2 separate regions of the Xenopus tropicalis genome follow, and region 2 is linked to region 1. Evidence: chromatin contacts called from public Hi-C data. All regions are on one chromosome and are shown on one strand. Each heading gives the region's core, a stretch centred on a gene start, on an enhancer-like site or on the middle of the called end of the contact. The rest is flanking DNA. Distances are from core to core; before and after follow the strand shown. Region 1 overlaps mob3b (MOB kinase activator 3B). Region 2 holds the start of mob3b (MOB kinase activator 3B).

Evidence for each region. A called contact is a pair of places that touch in the nucleus more often than the background predicts.
Region 2: a contact with region 1 is called in a Hi-C map of neurula embryo, with 2.2 times the contacts expected there. The contact joins the promoter of mob3b here to the enhancer-like site in region 1. A contact is called at or near these places in 3 of 5 Hi-C or Micro-C datasets (brain, liver and neurula embryo).

Annotation. Positions count from the first base shown.
Region 1 is chr1:122,384,548-122,390,764 of UCB_Xtro_10.0, reverse strand. The region is part of intron 4 of mob3b (MOB kinase activator 3B); the gene reads left to right. Among named protein-coding and RNA genes, the nearest start is that of mob3b, 53 kb to the left of the region's middle. Within about 2 kb of position 3,889, at least 3 of the 11 cell types and tissues checked have an H3K27ac peak or open chromatin away from gene starts, as enhancers often do. A contact at or near this core is called in neurula embryo, where this site is marked.
Region 2 is chr1:122,437,902-122,444,118 of UCB_Xtro_10.0, reverse strand. mob3b (MOB kinase activator 3B) reads left to right here and starts at 3,555. Exons shown (of 5, transcript NM_001016616.2): 1 at 3,555-3,573.

The DNA of each region.
Region 1 (6,217 bases), core at 2,640-5,139:
CCCATTTATAAAGAAATAATTCAATTTTTTTAAAATAATTTCCTTTTTCTCTATAATAATAAAACAGTACCTTGTACTTGATCCCAAACTAAGTTGTAATTATTCTTTATAGGCGGCAAAACAATCCTGTTTAAATGTTGTTTTTGTAGATATGAAGTATGGAAAACAAAATTACAGAATGACCACTTTTGGAAAATTCCAGGTCCCTTGTGTTCACTCAGCACTGTAATGTGGCTTTATATGCATGGAGTTTCTTTGGGTACAGTACAGTTGCTGTGCTGAGGTTCCCTGAGGCTGTTCTGGCAAGAAGTTTTCCCATGTAAATATAGTTCCATTAATACCTCCATGTATTCCTGTAAGCCCATATGAGAGTAAGAAATCCAGGCAGTTTGAATCAGTATCTACCCATTACCAAAACATTATCCTGAAGGCAGTTCAAAAAGTATTTGCAAGTTCATGGGAGTTAGCTGATCTGCTGATAATACCTCTGTGTATTGGTTCATGCTGTAACAGAGCTTTGGAACAGGATCATAGGAAATGCAAAATGTCTTTTGGTGAGCTTTCATGTGGAAGTAAGTGTAAAGAATCACTCAGACGTGCCTTCTGGGCCAGGCATCAGTACACCATGTGCAACAGAGGCACTGATTACAAGTACTACTGAGGTGGGAAACCAGCCAGAAACAATAAGGTCTGTGTCATGTGCACACTATGCCCATTGTTGTGCAATATTGTACAGTAAATACAGTCATAAATACAGTAGGTATTCATGTATTCAGAAAAACTCTAATACAGAGACAAGTTGCATAAATGAGAGCGCTGGCTGTGCCAAACAGTAAGTGCCAACACCAGCTCATTATACTGCAGTAACTGTGCTGCATTTATTCTTTACAACAATAGATATCTGGGGAATAAAAAATGAAATACATGCTAATAAATTTGACTTGTTCAGGCCCACAGTTGCCTTGCTTCATATAATTACATTGTAGCAATTCCATTTAACAAAACTTTTCTGTTGTTAACCGGCCATGCCCTGGCTAATGATTGCCAGTCTACATGCCACTTCCCTGTTGCACACAGTTCACTCACTGCAATATATAAAGGCTCATTCAAGTGAAGTGTCCAAAGTGCAATTTAAGGACCAAGTCTCCATTTTTTCTACCCACAATGCAGCACTTTTCAACACAATTTCAGCATAATTGCAGCCATAAGTTGGTTGTGCGGTGGCACAGTTGTGGACATTATTCCATACTCAAACTCCTGGATCTCTGCGGAAAAACGACATAAATACTAAGATGGGAAGTGGGAATTCTAGCTCCTGAGAAGTATGGGTGTGCGAAATGCTGTTTCCAGAGTTATTGGTGGATAGGAATAAATAGAGAGGAAAGATGTATTTTATGTCTAAAAGGGAGGTGCGTACCTTATTGCTGAATGCACATATTTGCTTGTGCATCCTGGGAATCATATTGTGTCACTCAACCCATTCATTTTACTGTAACAAATCAGACTGTAGGCTGCAGATTTCTTTTAATGATATGCATTGAGTGTGCTGGTGCAAGCGTTGCCTCTTTATAGTGATTGTAAGTTTTCCTATTCTCCTCAAATGATCAGCTTGTTTGCATATGGTAGATATGACACATAGCGCCATCTCTGCTAATGTTAGTAAAGAAGTGACTGGTGGAAAAGAACATTCTTTCTAATTATTGACACCATTATGCCAGAGAAAATATCTTTTCCAGATCCTGTTTTCTCTCCCTCCCTACTTTTATGTTCTGCGCAGATTTGGGCAGTGTGGGGCCCGTCCCATTCAGCTTCACTGCTTTCCAGCTTTTCTCAAGGGATGGTCTGCAGATTTTTTTGTCTTCCTTCTGTTCAAGACTGCAAATGGTCAGCACTGATTTAGAATGTTTTGCCTGTTCTTCATTCCTCGGATTTCTAAGATCAAAGGATAGTCCCTGCCACATCATTTATGAAGATGGAATTGATTTGTGAATGAAACATCTGCCTGTGATTTGTCCTCAGCAATTTGTTTTCAAGCAATAAACATAACTTTTCGTTAAAGAAGCCCTTGAACAAGAATTAGAGCAATCAGGTCAGGAGCCTACATACCGCTTAAATGGGTTATAAATCACCCATAAAACTGTCCCACTGCACCTCCTACTTGTCTGATGGAGATGACCATAAACTTGATTACAGATGCAAGGAAGTTTACCAATGAGAATGCTGCTGAGCGGCTCATTACAGGTGCAAGATAATTCTCCAAATAAAACAATGCTTACCAGCTCTATGTCAGTCATCTTGCTGTTATCTTACATATGGAGATTACTGTGTTATTCTGTCTTTATGATGTCCAGTTCAGTAGCAAGAATGAAAAACGGAGGATTTTTCTGTATTTTAATAAAGCCACGGGACCTGGTGAGGTGGGCAAGTTCAATAAGCAATATTGCTTTAAACATACAATCTTGGTTTTTGGTAATGTAGAAGGAAAGCTGCGCATCCAAAAATGAAAACAGCAGAGAAGGGAAAAAAAAGGTCAGGTTTAACATCACCTGATGTGTTTCAGAAGAGACATAGCAAGCAGTAAATTGAGTCTTACCAATTTTATGGACACCATATTGTGATCAAGCCCCACTAAATATCACTAATCCCCCCTTAAAATATGGTAACAGCCGTAGTGCATGCTGGCGTTTGATCCTTGCATAAGCACACTTAGTACCTATCAGTCCAGGGAGCATAACAATTGTAAGTAACCACTTACAATCTGCACAACACAGGGAATTGACTTCAGAGCATGGAGTTATTGAGGGACACTTTGAGGTAGGGAATGTTTAATGTTTTAGGACTGCTGTGTGGATTAAAGCAATGGGCACGGTTTTGCTCAAGGCTGTTGTTGCTCTTTCTAAATTCGCAAAGGTGTCATTCCTGTGAGATATATGATTACTTTAGCTTGTAACATGCCAGGATAATACAAAACTGTCTCTATTCTGAATGTTGTTTGACCCTTGCATTCTGCCATTAGACAATGCCTGTGACACATTGTATACAGCTCACAATCACTCCTTAATCTGATTTTTAATCTTGGCTCCTCTGACTAGAACACACTACATCTCTTATCAAACATATCCTAAACTCGGAACTGGAACACACTGCATCTCTTATCAAACATATCCTAAACTTGGAACTGGAACACACTGCATCTCTTATCAAACATATCCTAAACTCGGAACTGGAACACACTGCATCTCTTATCAAACATATCCTAAACTTGGAACTGGAACACACTGCATCTCTTATCAAACATATCCTAAACTCGGAACTGGAACACACTACATCTCTTATCAAACATATCCTAAACTTGGAACTGGAACACACTACATCTCTAATCAAACATATCCTAAACTTGGAACTGGAACACACTACATCTCTAATCAAACATATCCTAAACTCGGAACTGGAACACACTACATCTCTTATCAAACATATCCTAAACTCGGAACTGGAACACACTACATCTCTTATCAAACATATCCTAAACTTGGAACTGGAACACACTACATCTCTTATCAAACATATCCTAAACTTGGAACTGGAACACACTACATCCCCTTTCTAACATCCTAAATTTGCCCCTGCAATAGTTGGAGAAACCCCTAAAACTGCTAAATGGGGAGCGCTGTGAGAGTCCAGCATCCAGTCCTGGCATGTTTTTCTACATTATCAGAAATGATCTGAATTCAGGGGAAGAGAGACCCCCATGCCAGATGGCTTCCCAGGCAGCACTGTATGAGAGAAGTTACTGAAAAAAATGAGGCCAGTGATTAAAATAAATAGAGGCCTCGCTTGCTTACATTTGCAGAACAACAGCTTTAAACCATGGGGTGCCACAAAGATCTCACTAGGCTGCAGAGGAGGAGTGTGCAGCTTAACAATAGCACCACCTGCCATAACAACTCCCCCCATGCCTGACTTTGTTTGTATCGGCTTAAAGGACCATCATCAAAAAGTACATTTTTTACATTTGAAGTTTGTATCTATAATAAATGTCCTGCTTGAGCCATGAATGGCAATTGACACTAGTTTATATTCTTGTTTAAGAACTAAACCCATTGTATTTCACAGAGCTTATCTGTAATCTACTAAGTAACCTGTGCCTTTTCCCCCATGGCTACACAGCAGGGTATTTATATAAACAATTGTAGTGTTTTTAAAGCAAACACACCAGGTTTGCCAGTGCAGGGCAACATTATTTTGTACTTCGCTATAAGTTTGGGTGTTATTTCCCTTTAATCAGACTAAAACTGTAGATTTGTGCATATAAAATACATGATTCACAGCTAATACATAAGCCACAAATAACCTGGAAACAATATCCATATTATAAGTACTTGCTTATGTCACCAGTTATAATTGGTTGCTTTTTTATGTTTATTTTTATTGGTTTTCAAGTACTAAGGAGGAGGGGGAGGGTTTCCCTGCCTGGGAGCTCTATATGGGTCAATGCTTGTTAAACCACAATTAAATCACTTTGCATTGTACATATTTCACATTTTATGTAGCCATCAGATTGTATCCATCTGATATAATCAGTCCAAGGTTTCCATATTTTGTCAAATTTGCTGTGGTATCCCTTAAGTGAGTGATTTTAATTACTCTTTTAGCCACATCCTCTTTGTGGGTATTTTAGAGCCCATCCACCACACAATGATACATCTTTTTGCATAATAAAATAAATATCTGGCAAGTGGACTCTGGAATTGGTCCATAATGGCTTTATAAAAAAACACCAAGTAGACAGCAATGTGGGGACAAAGGGAGGGAGGGTATGGTGTTTGGAGAAGTATGATGTGATAGATGTCCAAAAGTGCTGAATTGGGGGACATAGTCAAGTCATGTGGAGAAAATCTGCCTGACTTGTATAGCAGTTGCTGTTCTCTTTCCTGCCAAATACAAGCAATTTTTTGGCATTTAATATATCTGGTGCAGGAATTTGTACTGTATTAGTGTATTATGGGAGGAATAATTGGTTCTTAGTAATGCTGCTTGTGTGATGCACTGTATAACTTACTGGGTCTTGTGTTCAGGGCCACCATTAGTAATACTGCCTAGTTAGAGGAGGACAGTGCCTCTCACGGGACCCAGGCTATTAGTCCACTGATCACCGGTGGCCAATATGTAGATAGGGGCCCAATTTTAAAAACAAAATTTCAGACTTATAGAGGCCCTCTGCACTCACCCATTCTCAAAATATATGGGGCGTTAAAGCATGCCTCCCAACTGTCCCAATTTTCGCAGGACAGTCCTTCTTTTAACAGCTCAGCCCGCAGTCCCGGATTCTTACTGAAAAGTCCCTCATTGCTCTTTAATCTCCTACACTGAAGCTAAAAAAGATACAAACTCAATTAAAAAGTAGCTTTTGGCAGAGAGCCCAGAAATCTTAACAAGTTACTGTATACCTGTATACCACTTATATACAATGTTTCTCAGACTTAATTAAATAAGTGGTTTTTTGGCAGAGAGCCTAGAAAGTTAACAAGCCACACCTGCACTTAGATACAGTTGTAACTAATAAGCTAAACAGGTCTCTTGGGGGAACTGAGACTTGCAGCTTAAAGGGCAATTTCACCTGCATTAGCAAAATTGTAATAACACATAAAACAAGACCCCAGAAATGTGTTCAAACTTTAAATAACCTGCCAATGCTCTCAGCGTTAGAAAAAAAAATAAAAAAGTAAAAGGGCCACTGTAAAAGCTACTTTATACGTGTTAAATCAGTCCTTCTTCTGTCTGCCTGGCCTGTTTTCTGAAGGAATGGGAGTGGCCTATTTTGAACCTGACGCACTGAGAACTTCCTATATGCTTACATCATCATGTCCAGGCTTTGCCCTTACCTTTTTCCTATTGGACCAGTTCATTGGTTGCTTGTGCATTCGAGTTGTATAACTTGAAACAGTTGTGGTTTAATTTCTTCCTTACAATGGGATAGGCAAACAGACTCAGCATATAACAAATCATACTGTTACGTTAGATTTGCAGGAGACACAGCCAATAAGAGTTAAGTTTACAGCCAGTACTATGTGTGACATCATATAAAAAGTAAAAAGCAACTGTAGTGTTTACAGGGGTCACTGGGCCCCTCCCACCTGTCCCTTGAAAAAAGTAAGGTGCAGGTAAAACTTGCTTGTGGCAACCATTACAGCTCCTGATAGGACGTGCCCATGTG
Region 2 (6,217 bases), core at 2,306-4,805, 54 kb before region 1:
GCAGCATGTTAGACAGCACTACCCTAGCAGATATGTTGCAGTATTTCAGTTCATTGTGTGTATTTGTGTTGGTTCTATGTGGAGAAAAAAAGTTGTGCACACTAGAAATGCAGAAACACATCACATTCTCTTGGTACCTAAAATGAAAAGAAGATTCCTTCTGTGACCTAAAGGAGACCTGCTGATATGATCTTGGTTGTCTTTTATATGGGAAAGCCCTGAGGTGTCACTTAACTAATAGCAGGGCTACCACTGTTTGTGGATTTTATCCTGCTTTAAGGTTTATAACCCCCAAGCAGGATTTAAAGGAGAAGGTAAGGCTAAGTCACTTGGGGGTGCCAAAATGTTAGGCACCCCCTTTTACCCCAGGCTGGTGCCCCTGTTAGGAGAAAACAGCACCAGCCTGGGGTACCTGCGAGTGAGCGCTTCCTCCTTCCGGCCTTGTTTTGCCTGGACACCACGACCAGCGCATGTGCAGTAGAGTGAAAAGTAGATTTCTCTGTTATAGTTCGGCTATTTCACTCTACTGCGCATGCGCGCACACGCAAACAGGAAGAGGGGAACGCTGCAGGTACCCCGGGCTGATGCTGTTCTCTCCTAACAGGGGCACCAGCCCGGTGTAAAAGGTAAGCGATTTAAGTCACTTGGGGGTGCCTAACATTTTGGCACCCCCAAGTGACTTTGCCTTTCCTTCTCCTTTAAGCATATTCAGCGCTGGAATTGGGGAGGGATGCAAAGGAATGCCATTCCTCCACTTCTTTATTATTGTAAAATAGCATCCACTCAGGGGGCATGCAAGAGTTTTGAATCCCAGATATGGAGATGAAGAAGGTGGAGGCATCAGAGAGGGTTATAGTCAACAGGAGAGGGAAACAGAAAGATAAAATAAAGGTAGACAACAGTAGCAGACTGAGGAATAGTGACAGGATGATATATTTTAATAATGTTTCGTAAACTAAAATATGCTAGGATTGTGCTGTGTTATGACACACAATACACAAACGGGGCTGTGTTTGCAAAAGCTGAATTGCCAGCCAATACAATGTACATGCTCTATTTTCATTTTTCGGATCTCTACACTCTACATACTTAGGTAAATCTATGCACACTGGATATTAAACTGTTCAGTAGATGGAAATAGCAAAGTGGCTTTGCTTTAAAGTTGGTGAAACCAAGAAGTGTTGGTGAGCTAGGCTTATAACTGTGGATGTGGCTTTTAATTGTGGGAGAGGCTTGTGTATCGCACCTTGCTTCTCACAGCAACATAGCATCCCTCCACTTTTTTTCACTCCAATATAAGCACTGAGGATATTCCATTCAATCTCAAGACTTCAGAATCAGAGTTTACAACATCTTTATTTGTGTTATGGTCTGCCCTAGAAGCCACACCCCTTTAGTTCATATTACTTATGACTTATTAGACTAATTTGTGTAAGTAAGCTATGCACTACAGAAATTAATATTGAAATGGATAATGACAACTGGACCCATGTAAGCATGCTATACATGTGTATTAGGAGAAGTGCACAGTAGCAATAACAGAATAGTGGCAACAAGCACAACTAAACCAAATACTACTTTTTGGATGAGACCATAGTTAGTATTTACATGTCTGTTACACAATCACATACATTTGATTATAACTCATGAACTATGCGTTCAACAGGTCCCTGGCAGATTGCACAATAATTCTCTACCCCTCAACTGAAACAACTTCTTTCAAGCTCTGTCCAATATTGATTGTTAAATAACAAATGCACTGATTAACAACATGCACAGACAAGCATTTCAGGGTTTGCTGTGGTGGAAAGTACATACAATGTGTAGCTGGCACACTGCCTATATACACTGAGTTACACACACAGCTAACCGCATCATATAAGCTGGTGTGAATATCAGACACGGGTACATGCATCTGATTCCATTTTTGTATCTCTAACACATGTGCTGCTTGGTCTTATAGTTTCTGCAGTTGCAGTGACTGCACATTTAAATGTTCTGCAGCACAAATGCATATACACATACCCTGAGAAATGCAGCTCTAACTGTAACAGGTGTGGTAGTAAAAAACAGAACCATGGCCATTTGTTGGCTAATGTGCAGGCCTGGATTTGTGGCAAGGCCACAAGGCCTGGGCCCAGGGCGGCATGCCGCCTTACCGCACAGAAATTTTGCTCCCATATGGAGCAATGGGGACCTCTCCCCACTGCTCCATATGGAAGTTTAAGAGATCGCTGTCGCGCTTGAGCATGTAACCTAACATGTATGCGTGTCCTTGGTTTGCTTGTGTGCGCCGTGATTCTTATGACCCCAGGGAGCAGCCCTTAGTACTTAAGGCTGATGCCATGCGTGGCGTTTTTTACGCGGCGTATTTTCTCAGCCTAAAAACGCTGCACAAGCCACACAGCCCCTGACTATGGTGTTTTTCAGCCTAGTACTGGTGACGTAGCAAATCCTGTTTCCCATGGTGCTAATAGTGCGAAATAGTAAAAAACGCTGCGTATTTCCGCTAGGTCTGGCAGCTGCCTTTGTGTATACATAGGAATAGGTTGCTGTGCAAATAACGGTGTATTTCGGCAAACGCTTGAAAAATCCGTGGTAAGGCGTTTTCTAGCGTATTTACGCATTGTGTGGTTTCCTTCGAGTCTTTTCAAGTTATTTCTATGGATGATGATATCGTGCGTTTTTCAGCCGCCGAGAGAATTAGAAAATACGCAGCGTAAAAACGCCACGTGTGGCATCAGCCTAAAATGGCAAAATTCGATTTAGGATCAGCCAATGGCATTACTAAAAAAGTAGATTTTTATAAAAATGGTTTGTTTAAATGAAGCAGAGTTTTGTGCTTGTGTGTTTGTGTTTGAGCTGTTTTATACGATTTATTTTTATAGCGATGTACATTGTTTTGGGGTACAGTTTTCCTTTTAGGCCTCTGGACTGTTTGTATATAATATTGGATGTGAAGCCTGGAAGGTGCACTGGTGTTCACGGATTTGCATGGAAATTAAAATATTTCAGTAGCATTACTGTCTATGGTACAGTTTACACTTGCAACAGGTATTATTGGAGTCTTGCAATACACAGAAAAAATGACTAGTGAATTAAAAGTCTAAGTTGTGTTACTAGAAATAACTAACATTGCCGATATGGAAAGTGGTTTTCCAAAAAGCTTAAAGAAACGTATTTATATAATATTCTAGCCCCTGGTGATCCCAACTCAGCATAAAGCTTGGGGAAGGACAGTTCTGAAGTGGATTTGAAGCTCTCCGGGAGTGTAGGGGTTAGTCACACAGTCTGTCTGGCATCTGTTCCTTTATTACCAGAGGGTTTGCAAAAGTGAGAGTTACCAGCAGGGGGAGCCCGGCCTATCCCAAGCAAGGCTGCCTGCTCTGTGTGATGTGTGTAGGAAATTCCCAGTGGCTGCTCATGCTGGAGCTGCTCACACAGGATCCTGTGCCGGACTTGTCTCCTGCCCCCAGTCGTAACACTGAGCTGCGCTACTTCTGGCTGTCGGTTTGTGAGGCAGAAAGAATCGCTGGCGTCGCACTGTGGGAGAGCGGGATTCCCGGACGGCAGGTAATGACGGAGGGCAGACAGTTTGGCACAGGACTGGGAAAGTTTCACAAAGTGCAGATGCGGTTTGGGCCACTGGGACGTGTGTATTCGCATACTGACAGGGACTGTGCGGGTCTGTGCAGCAATTGGAGTTGTGTGTAGGCAGCAGCAAGCTGGCACCAGGGAGGGGAGTAGCACTGTGCCTCTCCTGCACATCGTGCCAACACACACACGTGGGATGGGAATCCTTGCCTGAAAGTTACAGGCTAAACCTTTTTTATATAAAGCTCAGTTTATGGCAATGCTTGTGGGCTACCAGAGAGGCAGGGGCTACCATTGGAAAGCCATTGTTACCATGGGGCCCTATCTGCAATATTTTGGGCCCCTTGTGCGATACTTAACAATACTAAATACCAAGTTTCAGGCCCCCCACACCAGTAAATGGTTGCACCCCTGTGGTCCTTGCTCTGAGAGAACAGGCAGCTCAGCACTACTGCCAGGACTAGGGAGCTGTGTCATTGCTCAGCTGGGCTTGGGAGTGGAGGGGTCACAGCTTGTCCATGAGACATCTGGAGTGAGGAGATGGGCTTGGTTTTTATCTCATCTGTACTGGGAGAATGGAGAGTGGCTGCAGTACTGCTTAATCAGCACATTTGCTTTCTGCGTTGGAAGTTGCTCTTCAGGTTGCACTACATATTGTTACTTTATCCATTTATTGTTTTGTGTCAGGATATTACAAGTTGCATCTAGATCTTTGTCGCTATATCAAATGCATAAACAGAGTTAGCCACAAATTAATATGAGGTTTCTTATTAAAGGGGATGTAACCTCAAAAATAAAACGTTACCTTATGAAAGATATGTAATGCAAAAATCAACAAAACTTAAACCTTTTAAGTGGGTTTTAAGTTATTTATAAATGTAATTTGTATTGAAAGCTGAATTTTACTTTCCCTTTCTGCACTGCTGATTGTGCACAATGTAGCAGAAACCAGCTCTCATCTAGCCAAGACTCCATTTCCCACCATGCCTTGCATATTTCTTGACAGGCCTGTTAATTACCTGCCATCTGCTACATTGTTTCTGAAGTCAGAAGCACAGGCAGAGAATAGAAAAGGACAGATACTGGCATTAATAGCAGTTACACATAACTTCAAATACTTTTTTAATTTGTAATCAATTTATGTTAGAAGGTTTTGAGTTTACATCCTCTTTAATATAAAGTCATGTATTTTTTTACTTTAGGATTTGCAGCAAAGCAATAGACCTGTTCTTATCACATTTCAAGGGAGCACCCTTGCAAAGGACATGAGACTGAAATCTGGCTTTTCCAGCTTTCCAAGGCCAACAGCTAGTGGGAGGGATTGACAGAGAGAATGTGTAAACTGTGTAAATTACAACCAAATGTTACTGGCACCCACCAGTAATCACTTACCTGATACCCAGGTCCGGTGCTCCTCTTAGCAGAAAACCGCACTGGCCTGGGGTCAGTGACCCCTATTCAAGAGCTATAAAGAGTCATAAAAGGAAGGCAAATAAAAAACCAAGATCAATTGACATGCTAAACGTTAACTGCATCATTTGTACTGCATATAGCCCCTCCTCTTGCCAGCACCATCATATTTTCCTAAAGTAAATAGCAGCTTTCACCTGGTGGCCATTTTTCCTCTGATACATAATCAGATACATTTAAATATGCAAACAACTTACATGCATAAACCCTTATTCAGTGTACATTTTATCAAGTATGCAGCCTCACACAGACACAACTGTCTTTGATAAAAGTTCTGCTTTGTTTGAGCTAAACTCAGGAGAGGAGGTTAGGAGAAAAAAATTGAAGCTGACAGCTAGAGCTGAGTTTCTATGGGAACCAGCAATGCCATCACTTCATTGGCTGCTTGACTGGAGGACGTGTTAAGTAATCTGAGCTTAGAACAGCTGAGCATGCCCAAAAGCCAGAAGTCAAAGCAAATTCCTGAGGGAGGGGGCTGAGTGGGTTGCAGGAGGAGAAGGAGGAGAGAAGGAAGTGATTATAGATGTTGCAGGCTTACTGTTAACCTCTGGACAACCCGTGTGGCAGGTATTGAAAGATGCCAAAGAGGCTGTTCTCTGATTAAATTTTTGTGTATGTGGATTACATGTCCTTTAAAGGTGAACCACTGCTTAAAAGCTACATATATTTTTACACCTGTAGGAATTTTTCTATGTCAACACTGGATGTCATAAAAACTTTCATACAGCAGATAAACTTATAAGAAATGGTGGCAGTGGCATAAGTTTATGTATCCATTAATAAGTTCCATTTAATTACTAGTGTGTGAAACTCACTGCCGGATATATAAAATGAACTTTCCCACTGTTAGCTTAATTTTAACAGTGCTTAAGTTTCCCCTGATATGAATCCCATAAACCCCAAAATAAGTTTGGTTTTTCATGAAACAAACATTACAGGGAAACCTCATTCTTCATGCTTGTAAAAGGAGATTGCCCCATAATGTTTGCAAATTGCTCACAAATTAGAGACCTTCTTCGATCTGTTTTTGCAGACCTGCACCCAACCAGTACCCAATAAACCCTGACTGGCAAATGCTTAACCACATCCTTTTGCCTCTCTGGATACACCAAACATGCCCCCCCCCCCCCCCCCCCAGGAAAAGCTTCACATG